Regions from separate parts of the Capra hircus genome. Here region 1 is linked to region 2. A link is a contact called in public Hi-C data. All regions are on one chromosome and are shown on one strand. The core of a region is the stretch at or near the end of the contact, and the rest is flanking DNA. Distances in the headings are between cores, read along the strand shown. Region 1 has its middle 3.7 kb from the start of MIRLET7B. Region 2 has its middle 24 kb from the start of WNT7B.

Region 1 (2,700 bases), core at 115-2,614, 97 kb before region 2:
GAGTCCAGAACTCCAATCGCCCCTTCTCTGCAGCCCCATCCCCTCACCAAGGGCAGGAGGACACCCCGGGGGGCAGGACAGCTGCAGGCCCGCCTGGGGTGCACAGGCCTGGTTGCGACTCCAGCTCTGTCCTGGCCCCCTGTGTGGCCTGGGCACGGTCACTGAGTTTCTGTGAGCATCAGTGTCCACACCCATGAAATGGGCTCAGGACTGCAGCCCCCTGCCTAAGGACCAGAGACATCGCCCCGGCACGTGGTGTCCCCAGTGGGGGCTGACTCGGGAGTATTTACACCAGTGGCTGGAGCCTTCCACTCCCTTCCCTGGGAGAGTGACCCCTGCCATGGAGACCTGGTCGCCATGGAGACCTGGTCGCCATGGAGATGCGCAGGAGCTGGGGCTATCTTTGCAGCACACAACCTAAGAGGTCCTGGGGCCTTGAGGCCAGAGGCAATTGGTGCTGTCAGGGCAGATGAACTTGGGCCACCAAGCAGGAAGCCAGGTAGAAGGCAGCCTTGGGTTCAAGAACCGCTGAGACTGCGGTGGGATTGGAGGCCCTTGAGCAGACCAGGCCTGAAGGCCCTCTCCTCCTGGCCCATCTCAGACCTCCAGGTGTCCAGGCTCTAACATGTAACTGTAGCTGGTGCCGACCCCTCCTCTTCTGGAGAGACTAGCTGAGCTCAGCCCCTTACCCAACTGACTCGGGGACTCCCCTAGGCCGCAGCCCCCCGAAAGCCCACCCTGGACCCTCAGACCCTGCCTGATCCGGAAGGTACAACACGGCAGAAACCCATCTCTGCTAAATGACACGGATGGGTGTGAAGTTTCTCCAGGTGGCCCTGGTCCTACAGCAAGAGCCAGACCCTGCCCTCCCCTCTCAGCCTGGCGTCTGCGTCCTCCATGTGAGGCCCCTCTGCCGGGGCCGCCCCCATCGTGGGGTCTCCATCCTCCCAGGCACAGGGACTGCCTCCCTTCCTGCATTAAGTGTGGCCTCAGGCCCGCAGGCGGTGCCTGGAGACAGGTGACAGATATAGCAGGCAGCCCTGCCCCTCACTGGGGTGCTGCGGGTGTGGACGTGAGGAGGGGGCGCTGATGGGGGGCAGGACACTGCCAGCTGGGTCACCTAGGGCCATGCAGGGGGGCACCCTGCCCAGGGCGTGGGGGAGCGGCAAGGGGTGGGGTGGTGAATGCTGCCCAGTCATTCGTCCATAGGAAGCTCTCCTCGGGCCCTCCCCCCTGGGCTGACCTTGAACCCCAGGCTTCTGGCCCCGGGTGGGGTCAGCCCCTTCCACAGCCTAGGGCCGCCGCGGTGGAGGGCCCCAGCCGGCCGCCATGGCCTTCTCCCGCCACACGGTGTCGCTGTCGGGGACGCTCAGTGCGATGGCAGGGGCCGCCCCTCGGGGCCCAGCCAGGCCTGCCCTCCAGGAAGGCCGGCCGGGAAGCCGGGACCGAGGCGGGTGAGAGCAGGGCTGGGCCCAGGGGTAGGGAGGGGGCCGGGCCACGGAGCTGAAGGAGGTGCTCAGCCTCTCGGGGCGGAGGCCACTCGCAGGCAGGGCCCAGGCTGGCTGGGAGGGTGGGGGTCAGTGGGGGGGGGGGTGCTTCCTTCTTAAACATGATTACAGAACACGTCTTAGGACCTGGCGGCATAAAGACGCATGTACTCCAAGGTGGTTTCATTGCTATGGATGCCATGTGTTGAATAGTACGTATTATTATACACAGTCACGACATATATCGTATATTACGTGTAATATATAGTCAGTATCATTGTATTCCTTTTTCCTTCAAATTTTAAACGGAGTTGAAGTGAGACTTTCTGTTGTCACGAACAGTATGTGGGCCTTGGTGCTGCGCCCTCCCTGCCGATGGACAGACTAGCCCTGTGGCCCTGAGTGTCCCCTGAGACGCTGGACCCTTGTCAGCTCACCTGAGTCACCTCAGCCCTGGGGGGAGGCCTGGTCACTCCATGCCCACGTGGCCAAGCGGGCCCTCGCTCAGTCCTGGTCTGTAGGGTCTAAACGCTGGGCTGGCTCTGCCATCATCTCTCTCAGGGGGTCCAAGGTCAGCGGCGGCCCCTGTGAACCTTAAGGCCCATGGTTTCTCAAAGGCCCCCCACCTTGGACACCTCAGAAGCCCCTCAAGTCCCTCTGGTGAGTCGCCTCCCAGGAAGGGCAGGAATGCGCAGACCTCTCCCCGGCGGGACACAGCCACACTCGGCCTATCGCAGCAGGCAGAGAGGTCCGAGGGAGGCCTGGCTTCTGCACACTTGGGGACAGGGGATCACCTCCAGGGTTGCGGTCTTCTGCTCTCCCCCAGCACTCACCTACATCTCTGAGCATGGTCCTGGCCTCCCCTGGGGGGCAGGGGGCTGACAGGCTGGGGGCCCCCAGCCTGCTCTCCACCCTGCTCACCTGCTGGTCAGACCCAGGGCCCACGATGGGCCGGGAGCCACTCCCTGGTTAGGCAGCAGGTGGCAGCAGGCGCCCAGCTTCGGACCAGGGCCCTCACTCCCTGACCCGGCTCCACTACCCCCGCTGAGCACTCTCAACTGCTAGCTCCTTCCATCCATCAAACAGCCCCTACGAAGCGGGGTGGGGAAACAGGCTTGGTGAGCAGAGCAACTGCCCAGACCTCTGCTCCTGAAGCCTGGCCCTTTTTGCCACCTCCCAGAACCTCCCAAAGTAGCTGCTTTGCCCACCCTGA
Region 2 (2,809 bases), core at 209-2,708:
TCACCAGCTGAGCCACAAGGAAAGCCCAAGAATACTGGAGTGAGTAGCCTATCCCTTCTCCAGCATATCTTCCCGACCCAGGAATCGAACTGAGGTCTCCTTCATTGCAGGTGGGTTCTTTATTAACTGAGCTGTCAGGGAAGCTGCCGTCAGCCAAGGCTGGGCTTAAATCTTAAGCCAGAAAACCATGCTGATAACCCCTCTCCTGAGTAGCACTTTCTGCTCACACTTTCACCCTTGGTTAGGACCCCTTTCTAACGGAAAACAGGGACAGCCTTGGGCATGGTACTCCTTACCTTGCCTGTGCACTCACACATGTGTGTTCTTTTTTGGTTCTCAGAGAAACCCTGTGAAACATTTCAGAGGAGGGGGGGCATCTCACCTGGAGTTTTGCAGGATGAGTAGGAGTTCTCCAGACAGAATTTGAAAGAAGGTGTGGTAAGCTTGGGCACATGCTCAGTCGGGTGTGGCTGGAGGACAGAGTTTCACTTACCCTGGGGCAAGGAGGTTTTAGTGGGGCCGTGCACCAAACAACCCTGACTCTAACCCCAACCATTCTGGCCCCGACTGCATGAAGATTGGCAGCTGGCCCAGGACAAGCTGATGCTGGTGCTTGCCCACCAGCATCCCCAAAAAGCCGGTCTGCCTGTCTTCTCTGCTTTATGTGGTTTTAAGAGTCCTTCTAAGCATTCTCTGGGGTAGGTGGGTGGGTGCTGTTAGCCCCATTTCACAGATGAGAAAACTGAGGCTCTGAGCGGTTCCTCTGGAGTCTAGGTGGAGTGAGAGAGCTGGGACCAGGGGTTGGGAGCTCCTCTGGTCTGCCCCACAGCCTCATCCTTCTGGACTGAGCTCAGGCAGGGCGGGAAGTTCTCCCCCCAGCACCCCAGCTGCCCCCGCAGCTCCCCACCCCTCTCAGCCCTGACCACATGGCCCAGAAAGGCCGATTCAGAGCCAGCTGCAGCCAGCCAGGCCTCTGGTTTAGATCAGCAGGCAGCAGAGAGGCTGGTCACGTGCTCACTCACGTCCACTGCTCCTTGGGGCCACGGGCGGGGGAGGGCGAGAACTCGGGGGGAGAGGTGCTGGATGAGGGGAAACCAAGGCCTCTGCCACCAGCTTGGGCCCGGCTTCCCCTCCCTTCCAGCCCTTTGCTTCTGGCTCTTGAAAGCCTGCCTCCGCCCGCCAGGTAGCCAGCCAGCCCCGGGGCCAGTGCCCCGCTGCCTGCCTGCTCCCGCCTGGCCCGGTCACCCCGAAGAGCTGACAAAAGCCAGCTGCCCTCCCAGCGGTCGCCCAGCAGGCAGACACCCGGAGGCGTGACGCCCGCCCTGGTCTGGCACCGGAGGCTGCCAGGAGGGCCCTTGGAAAGCTCCTCTCCACTCCCACTCCCAGGGGCTCTGCAGCTCCTTTCCGGAATGGCTTCCCGATGAGGTCATGCCGCTCGGAGCGAGGGAGGAGGCCGCCGGGAAATGCTGCTGGCCGGGCCCCAGTTCGCCTGGAAGATGGCTGCCCACGGCCTCCCGGCCCCGCCGCCCGAAGGGCCCCGCGGGGAGAGGATGTGGGGCGGCGTGCTTGGTGGCCTCGCCCAGGGGCCGGGACCCGGGGCCTTCGTTCCTCTGCCGGCCTCGATGCCGCGGCCCCAGGGCCTCACACTGAGCCCAGAGCTGGGCCTGGGACCGCTGCAGCGCCCGTGGGGAGCTGCGGCTGGCTAGGCGGGAGTGGACGCTCACTGGGCCACGAGGGAGAGAGGGCCCTGGCCGGCATGCGGGCTCTGACCCGCCAGGCTGCGTGTTCCTGGAGCACGAGTTCTTTCCAGCCACGGGGCAGAGAGCTCGAGGCCGCCTGCCTTCCGGGGCTGGCGCCGAGCGGCCCGTGAGGAGGCCGGCTGGGGCCCACCCTTGTGCCCCTCCAGCCTCGTCCCTCTCGCGCCTCTTCTTTTGAAACCAGGCCCCCTTCCCTGCAAAATGGAAACTGCCCGCAGGGAGTGGGAGAGACGCGGCAACTGAGCGCAGAAGTGTCCCCAGAGGTGACTCCCCTCCCCACCTATGGAGGCCGCAGGAACCGGCTGACCCTGCAGCCCCCGGGGCCTCTCGCAGGGAGGAATGGACTTTAAGATCTGAAGCCGCCCCACGAGAGCTGGCGAGGCAGGGCTCACAGGCCTCCTCGGGTCCTCCCTGGGTCCTGGGAGCTGGAGGAGGTCACCTCCGCTGAGCGGGGCCCAGCTGGAGGCCTGGCAGGACCCCTGCGCTTGGCGGCTTGGGGACGCTGGGGGTGTGCAGAGCAAGAGAGCAGGCCTCGGCGTCTGCAGCCCGGGGCTCTGTCTCCGCCTCCGATGGGCTGTGTGACGGCCAAGCCCTGCTCCCATCTGCAGACCGGAGGCTCGTCCACCCCCCGGCCTGACGACCCAGGACCAAGCCTCGCAGCTATGCGGGGGCAGCCTGTCTCTGAGTTTCAGCTTGAATATCTGTGTTGGAAGAGACCCAGCGGCCACAGAGCGGTGCCCCGTGCGCAGAGGAGGGCCGGGTGCGGGAGTCAGCAGCAGGGCCAGGATCCGAGCCCAGCCTCCTCTGTTGGCCCTGAGTGACCCAGCTGGGCCTCCTTGTCCCCCTCCCGCCTCCCCCTGCACAAAGCACAGGCTCCCAGAACAGATATGCTCCCCTCTGCTGCCCCCTGGTGGCTGAAGTCACACATGGCGGTCCAAATCCCTAGCCCGGCAGGGTGGGGTACCCGTCAGTTCAGTCGCTCAGTCGTGTCGGACTCTGCGACCCCATGGACTGCACCACGCCAGGGCTCCCTGTCCACCACCAACTCCTGG

The links. A called contact is a pair of places that touch in the nucleus more often than the background predicts.
Region 1: a contact with region 2 is called in a Hi-C map of blood, with 4 times the contacts expected there. The contact joins two enhancer-like sites. A contact is called at or near these places in 2 of 5 Hi-C or Micro-C datasets (both in blood).

Annotation. Positions count from the first base shown.
Region 1 is chr5:115,356,320-115,359,019 of ARS1.2, reverse strand. No RefSeq gene overlaps it. Among named protein-coding and RNA genes, the nearest start is that of MIRLET7B, 3.7 kb to the right of the region's middle. Within about 2 kb of position 1,364, at least 4 of the 5 cell types and tissues checked have an H3K27ac peak or open chromatin away from gene starts, as enhancers often do.
Region 2 is chr5:115,258,995-115,261,803 of ARS1.2, reverse strand. No RefSeq gene overlaps it. Among named protein-coding and RNA genes, the nearest start is that of WNT7B, 24 kb to the right of the region's middle. Within about 2 kb of position 1,458, at least 5 of the 5 cell types and tissues checked have an H3K27ac peak or open chromatin away from gene starts, as enhancers often do.